Regions from separate parts of the Mus musculus genome. Here all the other regions are linked to region 1. A link is a contact called in public ChIA-PET and HiChIP or PLAC-seq data. All regions are on one chromosome and are shown on one strand. Each heading gives the region's core, a stretch centred on a gene start, on an enhancer-like site or on the middle of the called end of the contact. The rest is flanking DNA. Distances are from core to core; before and after follow the strand shown. Region 1 overlaps Wwox (WW domain-containing oxidoreductase). Region 2 has its middle 5.5 kb from the start of Gm39256. Region 3 overlaps Gm39256 (a long non-coding RNA gene). Region 4 has its middle 89 kb from the start of Gm39256. Region 5 overlaps Wwox (WW domain-containing oxidoreductase). Region 6 has its middle 220 kb from the start of Gm39256.

Evidence for each region. ChIA-PET counts read pairs in DNA pulled down with a chosen protein or histone mark. HiChIP or PLAC-seq counts read pairs in DNA pulled down with a chosen protein or histone mark.
Region 2: a contact with region 1 is called in an H3K4me3 HiChIP or PLAC-seq map of bone marrow-derived macrophages, with 3 times the contacts expected there. The contact joins two enhancer-like sites.
Region 3: a contact with region 1 is called in an H3K4me3 HiChIP or PLAC-seq map of bone marrow-derived macrophages, with 3 times the contacts expected there. The contact joins two enhancer-like sites. A contact is called at or near these places in 1 of 15 datasets of contacts at CTCF or cohesin (large pre-B cells), 2 of 484 Hi-C or Micro-C datasets (bone marrow-derived macrophages and cerebellar granule neurons) and 2 of 115 datasets of contacts at active chromatin or transcription factors (bone marrow-derived macrophages and pancreatic cancer cells).
Region 4: an H3K4me3 HiChIP or PLAC-seq map of bone marrow-derived macrophages shows a contact between it and region 1, with 6 times the contacts expected there. The contact joins two enhancer-like sites. A contact is called at or near these places in 1 of 484 Hi-C or Micro-C datasets (uterus) and 1 of 115 datasets of contacts at active chromatin or transcription factors (bone marrow-derived macrophages).
Region 5: an RNA polymerase II ChIA-PET map of memory CD8 T cells shows a contact between it and region 1, with 5 read pairs. The contact joins two enhancer-like sites. A contact is called at or near these places in 2 of 484 Hi-C or Micro-C datasets (cortical neurons and uterus) and 1 of 115 datasets of contacts at active chromatin or transcription factors (memory CD8 T cells).
Region 6: a contact with region 1 is called in an H3K4me3 HiChIP or PLAC-seq map of bone marrow-derived macrophages, with 3 times the contacts expected there. The contact joins two enhancer-like sites. A contact is called at or near these places in 1 of 484 Hi-C or Micro-C datasets (nephron progenitors) and 5 of 115 datasets of contacts at active chromatin or transcription factors (T-cell acute lymphoblastic leukemia, bone marrow-derived macrophages, embryonic limb bud and 2 more).

What each region holds. Positions count from the first base shown.
Region 1 is chr8:115,158,761-115,161,552 of GRCm38.p6, reverse strand. The region is part of intron 8 of Wwox (WW domain-containing oxidoreductase); the gene reads right to left. Among named protein-coding and RNA genes, the nearest start is that of Gm39257, 200 kb to the right of the region's middle. Within about 2 kb of position 1,457, at least 143 of the 459 cell types and tissues checked have an H3K27ac peak or open chromatin away from gene starts, as enhancers often do. A contact at or near this core is called in bone marrow-derived macrophages and memory CD8 T cells, where this site is marked.
Region 2 is chr8:115,649,019-115,651,810 of GRCm38.p6, reverse strand. No RefSeq gene overlaps it. Among named protein-coding and RNA genes, the nearest start is that of Gm39256, 5.5 kb to the right of the region's middle. Within about 2 kb of position 1,395, at least 22 of the 459 cell types and tissues checked have an H3K27ac peak or open chromatin away from gene starts, as enhancers often do. A contact at or near this core is called in bone marrow-derived macrophages, where this site is marked.
Region 3 is chr8:115,625,219-115,628,010 of GRCm38.p6, reverse strand. It overlaps Gm39256 (a long non-coding RNA gene), which reads left to right. Exons shown (of 2, transcript XR_879215.3): 2 at 1-2,792. Among named protein-coding and RNA genes, the nearest start is that of Gm39256, 18 kb to the left of the region's middle. Within about 2 kb of position 1,395, at least 11 of the 459 cell types and tissues checked have an H3K27ac peak or open chromatin away from gene starts, as enhancers often do. A contact at or near this core is called in bone marrow-derived macrophages, where this site is marked.
Region 4 is chr8:115,554,191-115,556,982 of GRCm38.p6, reverse strand. No RefSeq gene overlaps it. Among named protein-coding and RNA genes, the nearest start is that of Gm39256, 89 kb to the left of the region's middle. Within about 2 kb of position 1,337, at least 31 of the 459 cell types and tissues checked have an H3K27ac peak or open chromatin away from gene starts, as enhancers often do. A contact at or near this core is called in bone marrow-derived macrophages, where this site is marked.
Region 5 is chr8:114,814,176-114,816,967 of GRCm38.p6, reverse strand. The region is part of intron 8 of Wwox (WW domain-containing oxidoreductase); the gene reads right to left. Among named protein-coding and RNA genes, the nearest start is that of Gm16118, 110 kb to the right of the region's middle. Within about 2 kb of position 1,412, at least 88 of the 459 cell types and tissues checked have an H3K27ac peak or open chromatin away from gene starts, as enhancers often do. A contact at or near this core is called in memory CD8 T cells, where this site is marked.
Region 6 is chr8:115,421,919-115,424,710 of GRCm38.p6, reverse strand. No RefSeq gene overlaps it. Among named protein-coding and RNA genes, the nearest start is that of Gm39256, 220 kb to the left of the region's middle. Within about 2 kb of position 1,445, at least 44 of the 459 cell types and tissues checked have an H3K27ac peak or open chromatin away from gene starts, as enhancers often do. A contact at or near this core is called in bone marrow-derived macrophages, where this site is marked.

The DNA of each region.
Region 1 (2,792 bases), core at 208-2,707:
GTACTTTTCAGCACCATTCCTACACCCCTGGGCCAATGGAAAATGAGAAAGAGTCAAAGCCGGACTGGCAGACATGAATGGATTCTCTGTTAACCCCGGGAATTCTTCTTGAAGGAGAATCCAGGATTCTGGTTTATGATTTTTGTGTTGCCAGACACTTTAATTGATTTGTTAATGAGCCCCAAAGTCTCAAGACTTCTGTGAGCGAAAGGCAGTTTGGAGTGAACGCTATGTTACAGTTGAGGTAGTAGGTACTGTTCAAACAGCTCTTGCTTTGAAGGCGTGGTCCCAAAATAATACTCAGAGGTGGAGCTTCGGAAAATAATTGGATCATTAACGGCTCTGGCTGGCTTAATCATCAGGCTAATTCACTGATCGATTCATACTTTGACAACTTTATGGGGAAGCAAAAGAGACTAGAAGATTAGACCTACTTGGGCTAGGCAGATACTAGGGAGCATGGCTTTGAAGGTCACACCCTGACTCTGACCCCTGTCCCAGCGCCATCCCCCGTCTTGCTGCTTCCTGACCTCCATGAAGTGAGCAGCCCTGACCCTGAGGTGGCAGCTAGAAGCTAGCTGAGTCACCCTGGGTTAGCACTGGGACCCGGTCAAACAAAATCAGGGTCCTTATCTCTTAGAAGGATCTGCTATGGGGACAAAGAGGATGCAGACCACAGACACCCAGATGGCTTACAAAATGCAGCTACAAGTTCTTCAATAGTCTTCCCACCAGGAAGTAGAGCCTTATGTCCCCCTGCATTGAATCCCAGTGTGCCAGGGATGGTAAACTCACTATAAGGTCTCCTCATATGGTGAGAGGAAGTGGCTTCCTGTGATGTCCAAGGTCAGTCGGAGAAGACCTTGCCATGGCAGCTATGAGGTGTACGCCCTACAAGATCCAACCTCTCTAAGACCACCACGCTAAAGAAGCCAGAGGCGGAGCCCCCCACTTAGCCACTCATGCAGTAAGAAAGGTAATTATGGGCTAGCCCACCCACCAATCACCCCGTGACCTTTGCCCCATAGCCAACAGATTGAGAGACAAAGCAATCCCTACCCCCCCCCCCAAAAAATTGAGCCAGAAAATGATGGGATTTAATAAAAACAAAAACAAAAAAATGCATTGGTTGTTGTCTACTAGTAGCACGTGGGGCGCTTTGTAACTCGGGAACAGATAAATGACAGGGGCCAGACTCCAGGGATGTCGAGATAAAATGAAACCATATACACTACATTCCCAGTACACAGCGGGCTCTCGGCAGCGGCGGATGTCAGATCACGTCCCATTCCTGGTGACAATAGACTTGATTGCCTTTCAGTTTCACTGCCTATTTTTATACTGTGCGACGCTAAATCGTAAATTACAAGCAGCTTAGCAGCCTCTGATTCCTACCCAGCACTCTGGGTTTTATTGGGCTCTCAAAGTTAGAGAAAGGCGCACATGGAAATTGGAGCGGCTCCTCTGCTCTCCTCTAGGGGCTCTGGAAGGAGGTTCTTCAGCCGGAAACTCCTAGCTTCTGACCGTGCTTCGTGCCCCCCCACCCCCACCCCTCAACTTCCACTCCCCGGTGGCAGGCACACCACGGTGAACAGGGGGCTTTCTGCCGGGAAGTTTGCAAGCGTTTTTTCTGAGCAGTATTGGTTTTCTTTTTTCTAGCCGGCGTAGATTTGTGAGCTGCAATGTGTTCCTGCAGGAAGGAGGCAAGCAGCCTCCCTTGGCAAGTCTCACCATGAAGTTATTTCTCGGATCCGCATCTAGAATTGGTTGTATAACTTGGTGATTGCCAGAAAGCATTTGGGAGCCAGATGGGTCTTGGCATGAACCCTGGCTCTTTTCCTTCCAGATGGAGAGAACTTGGGGGCAGATTTTTGTTAAAAAAAAAAAAACAAAACAAAACAAAAGGAAAAAAACCTCAGTTTACACTTTTGAGAAATGGGACTAATCATAGTGCCCTCTGGTAGTGCATTTGGGAAGCCTCAACTAGGTAAATACTCGAGGCCCTGCTCGAAGTCGGAGCTCACAGTCATTTTTCTGCTAACAGGAATCCTCATCGCTGGAGGCTACCCCGGCGAAAGTTGTTGGACTTGGCTCAGAAAAGCATAAGACGCCTGTGAGATTAGAAATTCGGATACAGAACGAACAGCATGCTGGTGTATACTAGACACTCCGGAAGCCCGGTGGCCTGCTACCGAACGCATTTGCTGCTACTTCTCGTAAAGCACGCCCCCCCCCGTTTTCCTGAGACCCCCCCTCTGCGGGATAGATGATGGCCATTGGTATTTACAATGAAGAGCAATCATTCAGCGTCTGGATGGAGGGCTCACCCAAGAGCTGCTAAACAGAAAGCTCTCATCTCTGTTTTCTCATCTTTAATACAAACTCCCATCCTCCATCTCCCTTCCTCCAGCCTCCAGCCTAATTCTGAACACCCCCACCCCCACCCCCACCCCCGGTAATGAACATTAGCTGGGAGGATGCTCTGGAAAAGCCGAGCTGGAAAAAGTTTCTCTGGAGCCCCACTGCCGCAGTCATTACATAACCAGCTCCCTCCAGCAGCAGCCTGAGGTTCGCTGTGGAGATGCTTCCATTTGTAGCCTCTCCAAGTTCCTCTGGTGCAGCGGCCCCCTCCTTCCAAGTCCCTTCCCCTCCTCTCTCTTCATGCCTGAGGTCTGGCTCCACTGGAAGCCACCCCCCCCACACACACACACACGCCACTCGCTCATTTTTTTCCACATAATATACTGCAGTTTATTACATAAGTGATTTATTGCATGCGTCTTAATGTATAA
Region 2 (2,792 bases), core at 146-2,645, 490 kb before region 1:
GTGTGTGTGTGTGTGTGTGTGTGTGTGTGTGTGTGTGTGTGTGTACGTGAGTGTAGTGCCTAAAGGCATCAGATCCCTTGGAAGTAGAATTACAGGTGTTTGTAAGATGTCTGATATAGGCACTGGGGTCTGAACTCATGACCAAGCAGTAAGAACTTGACTGCTGAGCCATCTCTCAGACTCTATACAGTACTTATTTATCTACATGCCCTGTTCTTTTTTAGTCTAGTGTTTTGTTTTGTTTTGTTTTGTTTTGTTTTGTTTTGTTTTGAGTATTGGGGGTTAAACATAAAAACCTTATATGTGTTAAGCAATGGCTTTACCTTTGGCCTGTATTTCTAGCCCTCATGTCTATTTCTTAAGAGTTAACATAAACTTTGTGTATCTTATAGTCTGAGATTCTATGGTCACTATCTTGACTATCTTAATACAGGGGAAAACGGAACCTGGAAGTTGTTCGTCCATAAATCTCACATTGCAATATGACTAAAGTAGAACATTGCATAGTATAATCCAGATGATGGCTAGTCAGGCTGTGGAAAGTTCCTGAGTGTCTGTCTTTCTCTTCTGGCCTTTAGGATACTATAAAAAGGTGGATGAAGGAAGCTTTGAGCAGATCAGGATATTTATCTTGAGGACATCTATACATTGGTCCTAGCATCATTTGGTCCTAGCCTTAAGCATGTATATAAGGTGTTTAAATCCTTTTGTGACAATATCATTTCCCTCCTCAACAGGAGATAAACCAGACTCAGGAAGGTGGCCCAAGAAGGCTACATGACTTGCATGTTCTGGAACTAGAGCTACACCTTAGTACTTGATGTCTCCAAATGCTACCCTTCCTTCACCTTGCCTGCCTGCCTCTAGGATGCTGGGGGCATAATATCATCAGATGCAGGTGGACCTGGGCAGGAGCAAACTCTGTCTTTCATCTTTTCAAATGCCCAAGAATAGTCTGTTATGTTACTAAGACTCATGATATCAGCCTCTGAAAAACTGTCTAGCAAAATACAAAATGTGCATGATTCTACACTTTAAAAATCCTGAACAATTTCACTGAGTTTTATTGTCTCTGAGCTGAGAAAGCAATGGGGTGGGAAACACAGCACATAGTCACATACAGAATCCAGCTATGGGACTCAGTGACAGTTTCTTTCCTGTCACAGGGCAGGATTGACTGGCTCAGAACATACAGGCCACCTAGAGACTTCCCTGTTAGAAATCAGCCTCCATGAAAGTCTTTTGTTCAAGTCTATCTTGATGCACTTACTGTGGTCCCCAAAGACTGACCAAGGCCACCCAAAGGGGAAGGAAGCTCACCCCTCCCAGCCCAGGAAGCCCAGTTTGCCGCCAGAGCACAGGCCCCAGAAAGTCTGAGCTTGCAAGATCCTTCAGGCCGGGACAGCTTTGCTAAGGTCATCAGATCTGCTTCTATATGTGAGCACAGTTGGGGTTGGAGGGGAAGGAAGAGCAGTTCCCCCTTCTCTGGATGCTTCCCTTTGTTATCCAGGGCCTTGAGAGGCCTGTGTGGGTGGGGAGGCATGACTTGGAATCCCACTTCTGGCCTGGTGCCTGGGTCCCCCAACAACAGATTGGCTTCAGAGTCACCAGGCTGGAAGCTGGCCTTGACCCTATCTATTCCCACCAGCACTCGCTCACCATGCAGCCAGTTCCAAAAATAGAATGCACTAGGGGGCCTTAGGGGCACCAGGCCCATGTACAGTATTGGCCTTCAGGCTCCAGAGTCACCTTCCTGTTCCCATTTATTTTTCCTCATTCTTTTCCTGCTGTCGTTTGCTAGTCCCTCTTCAGGGCTATCTCGATGCAGATACCCAGAGTCCAGTGTCCCATATTCCTGGTCATTTTCCATGTTCATTCCTGCTGGAGGAGATTGCCACCGATGACTGTAGTGCTTGGAGACAGGAGGAGTAGGAAGAATCATCCCAGCTTTTTACTCCTCAAATCATCTCCTGCCAGTGGGAAACTGAGCAAATGCCAGGACCCAGACCTCTTCTTTAACCCTTTCAAATCCTGGCACCTCAGCTGACATCCTGGATGCTGGTAAAAAATAAATGGTCTGGATCAGGAACAAGCTATTCGCCAGCTGCGTGATCTCATACACATCACCTCCATGCCTCAGTTTCTTTCTCTTTCAAAGAAGAGCAACTCCCATGTTCCCCTCTGGTCTGTGTTCTCCTGTGTGTACAGTGAGTCTGGGACATGGCAGACTCCTTTATCAGCCCTCAGTATCATCTCTCTACTCTATAAGGATCAAGGTGCAGGCATACACACTAGTTTTAGGCATGGGTATGGATTCTCCAAGCTTGGGAGAGAGTTCTTGAGAAATGAGAAATAACCATTCAAGTTATGGCAGTTTGCCCCAGGTCTGGAGTGTATCAGGGTTGTGGTGTCTGCAAGCTGCTGAAAGAAGTGAGCAGTTACCCCCGCAGTGATAAGAAAATAAAAGGGGTAGCAATGGTGAGGGTGACCATGATAATGGTGGCTGTAGTGGTTGTTTAGCAACAGTGGTAATGGTGTTATAGATGATACCAATAATAGGGCCAACAAGTGCAACACTATTGGTGGTAATACAGTACTTATGGTGATAGTTGCAATGAAGGTAGCCACAGGAGTACCAGCAGTACTAATACTAGAGAGCAGTGAATTTGCTTAACCCTTTCATGGACAGTTTGGATCCTTTTCCATCTCATTTGCTCTTCACAAGCTCATGCCTCCACCTCAGTGGTACCCAAATGAAGCAGACATTCTCTCTGCAAGCTCATGGTGGACAT
Region 3 (2,792 bases), core at 146-2,645, 470 kb before region 1:
GCCAATGATATTTTATGATTTTATTAACAAAAAGCAAACAGGGAAGGTGTCTGTGGAATGTGGGCCTCAGTTGAGCACAGGGTGGTCCCTCTGGCAGTCCAGATTTGTCATGCCCCAGCTCCAGTACTTTATAGGGTTGTGGCTTTTGGGGTTATCATTTCATTGAGACCTAGAGGGAAGCAGATCTCAAGGGTGAAAGGAGAGTTCTCTGGAGCAGGGTGTGACTCCTGTGTGACTGATACAATGATGTTGGGTACACCATTTAAGCTCTGAGCCTCCACTTGCTTATCTAAATTATGGCAAAGGCAACAGTGCCTCCCTCCTAGGAACACCATAAGCATGCAATATGATCAATAGGTGAGATGCTTAGCAGGGTCCCAGGGACATCGTGGTTACTATTCAAATGCAGTCTTCCTGTGTGTTAGGCCGAGCGGTAAGTCATCCTCCTATGTGCTGGGCACCAGCATATTGTGTGCTCATTTCCAAATCTGGAAGGAAGCTGAGGCAGATGTCCCAGGACTACCCATATCATGGCTGAGCCTCATACCAGATCTACTGTTGTCCAGGCCAGGAAAAAGTGTCAAGGTCTCACTTATTTCTCAGAGTGGCTGGACCAACTACAGAACACCTAAAAGAAGCCATTTCCAGGTCCTGACGCTTAGGGCAGAATCCTGCCCAGCAGAAGGGTCATAAGAGATGAAGGACATGCCATGCTATGTGGGAAGAGTATGGCCTTGGCATGGCCCGGTAGCTCTCAAATCCCGGAAGAACTCATCACGGTAAGGTACATGGAATATACACATCACAAGGGCGTCAAGCTGGACACTCAAGTATCTCCTGGGCTTAAGGTTTACTTTCCGAAAGGTCCATTGGCCTGTGGTCTGATTCCAACTGTGACCGTCACCTTATGCCCAGCACCCTGACACTACCCAGCTTTTGGCAACATGTCAAGCCTGGGAAATACTCAGGCCACATCCAGACCATATTCTCACAACCCATCGTGGTCACGGCACCTCCATCACCTCATCTTGCTCCTTCTGGTGGGCAGGATTCTGAACTGCACCTTGGGGCCTGGAAACAGCTCGTGGATATGAGAGATGCAGTGCAGTTCCCCATCTATGCCATGATATGGGGACAAGCCTCCCGACTCTCCCCACCCCCCAGACCTTCCCCCCAGCTCAGCCTGCACAGATAAAGAGCATGTAGAATGTAGTACCATCAGGGCAATCCAGACTGGGATAGGAGAGCTGTCAGGATCGTCCAAGGCACTAGTTTCTTTTCCTACCTGTGGTGTGAACACAGTCCTGGAAGAACGCCCTGTCATATCATGTGAGCCCAAGGGTTAGGACAGGAAGTGGGAGCCAGCCCAGTCACAGCAGGGCAAACCACAAGCAGGAAATCTGGGCACCCCAGAGTTTGGATTCTTGCCAGGTCATCAGAGTGGTATCCCCTCCTTGACCCCCAAGGCCAGTTGATTGTTAGTGGTGACAGGTGATAAGGAACTGGGTTTTTGCATTGCAGTAGACAATTAGAGGGTAGGGGTGACTGCTTCAGGGAAGAAGACTTTCTAGAGGCAGCAGAGGACAGCAGCTAGCACTCTTGTCCTCAAAGGTGGGAATTGCAGCTCTTGGGTGTAGCTCTCCTTGGCATTCCATTTAGGCAAGGCAGGCGGCAGACCCCAGATGCTTTTTCTGTGTCTTGGACAGGGTTAGTCTAGCCTTTGTGTTTGCACAAACATGCCAAGCCTGCTTGCTTTAGACGTCACCTCATGGGACCTCCTCTGCCTTTGATGTTCCCAGGGAAGTCACATCTCTAGGTGCCATAAATCCAGGTTGGCTAGTCTGTGCTGTGGAGCATTAAGCAAGCCAGTGAACATCTCTCGTCTTTGGGTGTTCAAGGCAAAAATCATGGTGACCTCGAGATGGGAATCATCGCAATTGGCCAAGATAACAAGCATGAGGAATTTGGAACATAGAATAAACTAGATGTTAGAAACACTACTATAGTCTCACTCTATGGATCTTCTATTTTGAAAGAGTCCTCAGATACAGACATGGTTAACAATATTAGTTAAGCCTTAAATATCATTTACTATGTTTTGGGAATTATCCTTAATGTTTCATGTGTGAGTGTGTGTGTGTGTGTGTGTGTGTGTATGTGTGTGTGTGTTTAGTTATAAAAATTACCAGGGTGTACAATGGACTTTTATCACCATTGCATGAATGAGGATACAGAGACCAAGAAACTTTTCCAGAGTGAGGCAGCTGATTAGAACTGGTGCAAAATGAAGTCCAAAGCTGCTGGCTACAGAACCCACACAACTAGACACCACATTACTCTGTCACTGAGCCATATCCCCAACTTCTTTTTTTCTTTTTGGTTTGGAGACAGGGTCTCACCGAATTGCCAAGGTTGACCTTGAACTCACTCGGTGACCTTGAGCTGGTGTTCTCCTGCCATGGCCTTCAAAGTAGCTGGGATGAGAGGTCTTTGCCACTGATTTGGTAATTTGAGAGCAAAACCGAGTGGAAGTGGTTGGTCTCTGTGATTTTTCATCCTGTGGAGAAACCTGGCCTAGGTAGGCTCAGAGCCAAGGAACTAAGATGAGACAAAAGCCCTTAGTGGTTTCAGATTCTGCAACAGAGCGTGATGGACAAAGACCTTGCTGGTGTTGGTGGATGCCAAGTGACTGAAACAGACAGTGAATTTAAAAAAAGAGCAGTGTTTCATGGAAACTGTGACTTTCATTCACAGAAACTGAGAGATTCAGAGAGGAAATGCCTCAGGAGGTC
Region 4 (2,792 bases), core at 88-2,587, 400 kb before region 1:
AAAAAAAAAGAAGAAGAAGAAGGAGGAGGAGGAGGAGGAGGAGGAGGAAGAGGAGGAGGAGGAGGAGGAGGAAGAGGAGGAGGAGGAGGAGGAGGAGAAGAAGAAGAAGAAGAAGAAGAAGAAGAAGAAGAAGAAGAAGAAGAAGAAGAAGAAGAAGAAGAAGAAAAGAAGAAGGAGGAGGAGGAAGGAAGAAGGAAGGAAGAAGAAAGAAAGAAAGAAAGAAAGAAAGAAAGAAAGAAAGAAAGAAAGAAAGAAAGAAAGAAAGAAAAGAGTGAGAGGAGAGAAGAAAAAGAATGGGGAAGAAGAGGAAAAAAGAAAGAAAGGAAAGAGGAACTGAGGGAAAGGGAAGATGGGAAGGAAGGAAAGAAAGGGCTAAGAAAGGAGGACAGGCATTTTGCACCTTCAGACACAGGGCAGATATCTATAGTGAATCAGATATCAGCTCTCGGCACTGAGCAAGTCAGTAAGTACATCAAAGTGCTGATATCACAGGGCAAGAGAAAGAGCAGATCTGCTTGCCTTTGTCTGTTAAACATATATAGTAACCCAGGCTGGAGAGAATGGAGGAGGGTGAAAGGGAGAGGGAGAGAGGGGAAGGGGGAGGGAGAGGGGGGAGGGGGAGAATGTATGCATGCAAACATGTGCCCTATGGCATATATGTTGAGACAGAGGACAACTTTCAGAAATTGGTTTTCTCCTTCCACCGTGCCAGTCCCCGAGATGGAACTGAGGTTGTAAGGCTTGGCTGCAAGCACCTTTAGCCACCAAGCCATCCTGCTTGTTTCCTCTCCACTTTATTTTTTGAGGCAGGACTTCTCAGTGAACTTGGAGCGTACCCATTCAGTTAGGTTATCCAAAGAGACAGCAAGCCGTAGGCGCTCTCCTGCCTCTACCTTCCCAAGGCGAGCGTTACCACATCAACCTTGTTTACATGGGTCTGGAGGATCAAACTGAAAAATTCACACTTGTACAGCTAACACTTTACCCATTGAGCCATTGCCCAACCCCAGATCTGTGCTGTAACTGTCATGAACCAAGCTCACAGTACACCATCCGTGGTTTCCTTGTGCACCCTGCCATGCATTGGGCACCTAGCACATAGGATATTCACTCTACCCTTGAGCTGAGGTTGCTCTCATAATCCCGAGGACAAGGAGCAAGCTCTGGTGCAGGCAGCGTGTGACAGGGTTCACGAGGGCTACAGATGATGGTCAGGGGCCCCTTCTCTGGCTTCTCCTCCTGTCATTCTTAGAAACACACTGTCTTATTACTTCCTTCCTTCATCCAGGTGGTAGCAACACAACCCAAGGAAAAGGAGAACTTGAGCAGGCTCTGGAGGGAAGGCATCCTGTAATTAGGGAAGTGGAAACTAGAACGGAGTGAAGAGCTGGGCTGTGAATGTCCCTATCTGCTCCCCAGGCTGTAAGCAGGGCCCTCTGTGGTGGAGGTGCTGGTCAGAACCTCCCCTGGAAGTCAAATAAAGGGCAGCTCATGAAGCAAGTGAGAGGGCAGATGGAGCGTGGTCCCTCAAAGGTACCATGTGTTGTCAGTACATCAGCACAGGGTCTAGCCTGAGATCAACATTGTAGCACTCTTCTCTTTGCTACCCCATGCTAGGCATCTCTCCACATTAGTTTCCTGGCCCTTTCTCTGCTTGCTTTGCTATCTTCTGTCCCCACCCCACCCCCATTTCTTGGTCTACAGAACATGGTCCAGTCTCTGGCTATCCTTTCTCATCTTTGAACCCATTAAAGTGGGGCAGGCTGGTTTGTTGCTAGCAAACACAATCCTTAAACATTGAAATTCTGTCCTTGCTCTCTAGGGCACGAAGACAAATCCATAGCAAATACTGAGCCTGAGTACCACATGGGTGCTGAGCTAGGTGGACCTGCACATTACCTGAGTCTGGGGAGCTAAATGCACTTGCTCTTTGCCCACGGCCCAGGCATTAAGGTATTTTACAAGAGCATTAGAAACAAACAGATGGACAATGATTGAAAGCAAATGGCTTTTGATAAGAGTGTGTAAATCCCAGGGTTAAACCCCTCCCATGACTCTCTGATTCAAGACACTCCGTAGCACCATTTCTGGGTTGGGGCTTGGGGGGGGGTGGCCTAAAGTCAAACTCAATTCTGACCCTTTGAGGTTTATGAGCTGCCTCAGTTTCCCCCTTTGTACAATAGCAGTGGCAAGAGGTCTTGTCTTTTTTAGATGGCTCCAAACATGGCAGGCACTGTACACCATTTTGCACAAGATGGCTAGGCTGTGTGTGAGCAATACAGATCGGCTGCTCTGATGATTGTACTAGTGTTATTTCTTAAGTCCTACTTCAACCTGGCATTCCAGTGCCTCCTGGAGGCAGGCAGGTAATAGCTGGGCTCAGAAAGAACCAGGCAAGAAGGGCAGCCTATGCTTCCTCTTTGTGACTATTTGGGGACTAAGCCCCTCATCCTTTGGCTTCTTCTGCAATGTGAAAGAGATGCTCCTGTCTGTTAGGGACTGGGAAAGATCAATGTAGGGATGTCTATAGAAGCAACGGATGCATAACAGATACTCAGGGAAGGCCACTTCCCGCTGCTTCCTGGTCCCTTACATAATTCTCTGCAGCCTCCTCCAAAGCTATCTCCTTGGCAGAGAAGCCAGGCTCTGTCTCTTCCCCCACATATCTCAGTTAATATTTCAGACATCCTGGGTTTCTAATTGTGGCGAAGCCTGAGAGTCACCTAATCCGCCTGTGTATTAACTGCTCTGCTTCCCAACCGGGCCCCTAGTCCAGGGCTGACACTTGCTGA
Region 5 (2,792 bases), core at 163-2,662, 340 kb after region 1:
TGCTACCACAGGGCTAACAAGTGACAACCACTCACTCGATGGTCCCGGCAATCCTCCATGTCATGATTCCAAGTGGGGAACTCTGTGGCACAGAGAAGACAGCGTGTTGAATTCAGCCATTGAAGAGACCCACCGTGTACACATGGGCTTCTCCCAGGCATTGATCTGTCAGTGCATTTATTCTAAACAGATTTTACATATGCTATCGAAAGCTCCAAACTCGGTGCCCAAGTCACGTAAGTCCCTCTATTTGTGTTCAGACAGCAGCGTCGAGAAAGTGAGGGAGATTCAAACCTCAAAGGGACTTCATCTGTGGGTCGCTGCTGCTTCTCCTGGGGTGTCAAGGGACACGGGTGGGTGGCCTCCGGTAGCAGACGGCAGCCACCTGCTATGACTGAAGAGGAACCTCAAGCCTCAGTCTTGTAGCTTTAAGGGACTAAATTCTGCCAACACCTTGAACGAACGTGGCAGTGGATTTCCCTCCAGTGTCCGCAGACAGGAGTGCAGCTCCAGCTGATGCCCCACGGTCTTCCTGAGGTTCAGAGATGATAACACAGCTATAATGGGCCCTTACTTTCGACCTATAGAACTGCAGCCATTGATATGGGCTAGAGTTGCCAAGTGTATGCTGATTTGTTACACAGGGATGGCGCACACACAAACAGAGCAGAAAGCAAGAACTCCAGCTTAAAGAACCCTAAGTAGAACTTCTCTTCTGCCTTTTTTTTTTTTAAATATTTTTATTAGCTTTCACAATCACTGTTCCTATAGAGCATAAAACCCTAATCGCCACAGCTCTGGTTTTTTTTAGTTAGAAAAGGTTGGTTCCAAAACAATACTTATCACTGTTATTTTCCTTGACAGTGGTGATATGCTAGGCAGGCGTGAGTTCAGGCTAGTAGTAGCTAGTGAAATTCCTTTCCCATGCCAAGTGTTAGATAAAATCAGAAATCAACATCCTCATATACCAACAGTATTGAGGATTTAGGCTACAAAAAGAATATGCTTTCTTCTATGTTACTATGTCCAAAGGATCTCTGCAATGGATATTTGTACGTAAAAATATCATCCCACCTCCTATAATCTGTCAAACTACAGAGAGAAGGGAAAAAGGAGTGGATTTGTAAGTTCCTTCTTATACCCAAAGTATACCAGAGAGAGAGAGAGAGAGAGAGAGAGAGAGAGAGAGAGAGAGAGGGAGAGGGAGAGGGAGAGAGAGAGAGAGAGCACCACTCACTCATTTCTGTGAAGCAATGTAACAGCAAACTCCTGAGATCTGAGTTATTTCAGACAAACAGAAAAATGTAGCTTTGGGAGGAAGCTGGGAACTGGCCCTCCTGCATTAGACTGTAAGCCAGGGCATACACTGAGGAAACAGAGAAGGTTGGGTGAGACTTGTGGTCTATGTCTGTTTGCTCCGGGTCTGTGAGATGGGTGGGGTGAGGACCTTCCTGTTTATGTTCACATGACTAAAGCCCTTAGTTAGAACACCCCATCAAGAAACTCATGCCGGAAGTGGGTTTCCCTCGAGGGGAGCAGTTCAAGAAAGAAAAAAAAAAGGGAAAGCTACGTGGAATACACAAAACGCTCACACATGACTAATTGTGCCTTTTGCTGACCACACTGCTCCCAGAGTCCTTGATTCCTGACATATGTGACAAGTGATGCTAGATCCAAGGTGATGCAAGGGTCCTGGTGAGGAAGGGGAAGTGGGTGAAGTCATTTCCACTCATTCATTGTCTGGAGAATGTCTTCCACAGCTGACGACACTGCTCTTGACACCCACCCCACCATTCTGCTGACAGTCGCACTATTCCTAAACATTCCTGGTGATGATCTTTCCCATGACGGGAGGATCTACAGTAGGCTGGGTCTTGGGAGCCGTCAGGAGACTTTTGCTCTATCTCCTGGCTCCTCCTCTACCACTTTCCTTCTCCCATGCTGGGCTCCTGCCAGACTCAACTGTATCTCTTGGCACACACATGCTCAGGGTGGCAGTGTATGATGCCCAGCAGGCTAGTAAACAGATATCACATGGTCCTATGACTTGAGAGGGTACTGTGGGGACTACAGAGGATGCCAACTTGCCTGACTCAGTCTGGAGGAGGAAGAGGAGGAAAAGGAGGAGGAGGAAGAGGAGGAAGAGGAGGAGAAGGAAGAGGAGGAAGAGGCGGAAGGGGAGGAAGAAGAGGAAAAGGAAGAGGAGGAGGAAGAGGAGAAGAGGAAGAGGAGGAAGAAGAGGAGGAAGAAGAAGAAAGACCTGCAGCTAGCTTTGGATAGAACATTCCAGGCAGAGAGATGCACCAATCCATACAAAGACCTGTTAACAAGACTGAATGTTTAGGAATGGGCAGAGTCAGTGTGTAATCTTCTACTTGGAAAAGCAGTCGATGTGGGTGCTGGTCTTGGGATATTCTCTCTTCTATGTCCTCCCCTCTATCAAACCCAGTACCTCACACATGCTAGCCACCAAGATATAGTCCTCGGCCTTCGTCTATTTCTTACTAGGAACAATTTCTTTCTTTCATTTTTATTGTAATCTGTGGCAACATGTAAATGTGCTGCCAACCTTGAACCGTAAGATAGTGCAAAACAATATGTGTATGACACTGGCCCAATTCTTCTGAAACATGAACGGTGGCTATGGTGGGCACCGAGACTCAAGCCCGGGTCAGGCCAGTCTCTCCTGACTCAAATCACCATGGGCTCAGTACTACTTATACTCTTTGTTATAGCTTACAATTATACTCTCCTGCCTGCACGGTTAAGATGGCACCTAAGATAAATGAACC
Region 6 (2,792 bases), core at 196-2,695, 260 kb before region 1:
GTATCCATGAGCTCAGACAAAGGCTAGAGGATTAAATTAGTCCGGAAGATCTTAACATCAGGATGCATAACACCTGGCAGGAGACCCTGGCTTCTTGCTTCCTCTCCCTTGGTCGTTTTGGACCCAGGGCTCTACCTTTTCCTTCCATAGTATATCCTACAAATGATCCAGGAAGTTAGGACCTTGGCTGCATATTGGAATCACCTGTGAAGGGTTTTAGACGCTTAACTCTGGGTCCTGTACAAGAGGGTGGATTACATGGGGTAAAGCTCCCAGGTAGCCACAGTATGGACTCCCCCAGATTGGGGAAACCCTAGCCATTGATGGAGACCAGAGGAGGTGAATATTCTCCCAGAAGGGAGAAGTCTCAATCATGTATTTGCTTTTGAAGTTTTATTTTATTATACTTATTTATTTGATGGGTATGTTCATTCCCACATGTGGACATGTGTGTGCCACAGCACACATGTGGATGTCAGAGGATAACTTGTATGATCAGACTCTCTCCTTTTGCTATTTGAATCCTAGGGATCAAAGTCGGTGGGTTTGTAAGTTTGGCAGCAAGTGCCTTTACCGGCTGAGACATCTCATTGGAACCTCAACCCCATATTTTTGTGGACCTCAGTCCTATCCATACCCTGGCACAGAGCATACTTACAGCAATATTAACATGGAGGACTGTAATGATAACGTTTACTGAGTGCTCAGTGTTGACCAGGCACTTCTGCAGAATACTTTTTAATACCCTTAGGAGATTCTCTAAGGGGATAGCCATGTTCTTTCCCTTCTCCAATGGGGAAGCTGAAGTTCTGAAGTCAGTAGTTTGCCCCAAGACTCACAGCTGCCATATGTGTCCAATTCAGTTTCAACTTCCTCATTCAGCATCTGAATTTCTTACAAAATTGCAGTATCCTCCAAGGCGTAACTAGTTAATTCTCCATCTGCTTTCAAAACATCAGGACCAAGACACTGTGTCCAGCCAAGGATGTCCTCATTTTTCCTAGGGTCCAAATCTGGGAGAGTATACCTGTAATTCCAAGACTGGAGAAATGGAAATAAAAAGATTCCTAGTTTGAAAACAGTCTGTATTACAGAGTAAGTGTAAGGCCAACGGAGGTTATAGTGAGTTCTTGCCTCAAAATAAAATAAGACAGAGTCAAACACAAAAAAATGAAGAGCGAGGGATGTGGCTTAGTGGTAGGGTTAGTCTAGCACACACTAGGTCTCAGATCGAATCCCTAAGGACACAACTAGGGAGAAATTCTTCTATGAAAATTTCTACCATGATTTTGCTACTTTCAATATTGATTCAATGTAATCAAAAGTCGTTGCCAAGAAAACACTTCTGATATTTTCTTTCATGTTGCCTCATTTGGATGATCTGTGTTGTCTTGCGACACTCTGGTGGCCTTGAACTAAACTATGAAGCAGGACTTCATGACAAAAAAAAAACCGCCAACATGACTCAGAGTTAATGCCCACAAGTGTGATGATGAAGAAAAGGCCAGTCGAAAGGGAGAAGTGGCTATGAGCAGGGAGTGGTGGCTCACTCTTGTAAAACCAGCCCTTGGGATGAAAGTGGGAAGGTCAGGAGTTCAAGGCCAAGTTCCACTGTAAAGATCTTGAGACAGGCCTAGGTTATAAACGAGACTGTATCAAAAGAGAAAATGAAGGGAATAAAAGAAAAGGTACTATGGGCCAGCACAGGGGACTCAGCTATGCAGCATGCCCCCAACCTACTGCCAAACAAAGCACCTTTACCAAGGACTTTTTTTTTCCAAAAAACAAAGTTACATGTCCTCATAGAGAGGAGTCCAGTGGCCAGGGCATCAAGAGTGGATAGACATCAAGCTCAGAAAAAGGCGGGAAGGAAAATTGACCATCTCCAGAGCCTTGAATTACAGTGGGGAGATAGTAGGTAGCTTGGAGAGAAATTGAACAGTATGTTTCCCATTAATCTGTGAGTAAGCTGGGTGGAGCCTTCCCTGGCTCTTAAGTTTCTGCTTTCCTTGATCCTGGGGAGAAAAGAACAAGGCTAAGGGCTTAGTTGGATCAATAGACCTAAAGAGCTTGGGAAGTTGAAACAAAACAACAGCAACGTGAATCCTTGAAACATCAAGGGAAAACTTGAGGGAAACTGCTGGAATACACCACGGAGCCAATATTTTGAAGGTTTGGAGGTAGCTTTGTTTGAAACAAGATATCATGTAGCCAAGGCTAGCCTTGAGGTCACTGTGTATCTGAAAAAGACCTTGAACTTCTGATCCATCTACCTCCACCTCCCCCAGGGCTAAGATTGAGGGCCTGTATCACCATCCTTGGTTTTGTTTGTTGGCTCTTATGAGGTCCTTGAGATCAAACATAAGGTTTCATACACTCCAAGCAAGCACCCTGTCTATAGACTGAGCTTGTGTCCAACCCCAAGCTCGCTTAAAAACTTTAATTCTGCTAATTGTGCATGTTCTCTTAACCTCCATGGATTCATATTATGAGCAGATTAGTGACATAGACCATATTTCTTGCCTTATTTGATCTGACAGTGTTAGTACAAAGGACTTACCATCATCCCATTTTCCAGAACAGTCTAAGAGAGGCTGAAGTGAGCTCTAGACTTTTGTCTCTCCATAGCCACTTGTCTTTCTTGAACAACTCAGTTGGCTGGTAAAGGTGATGGGGTGAGTGTTCTAGATAGAGCTGTCTTAATTCTGGTATGCAGATCCAACAAGGTGACACATTGACTTCCAGAAGGCCACTGAGCAAAGAGCATGACTGCAGAATACAACTATTGCTGT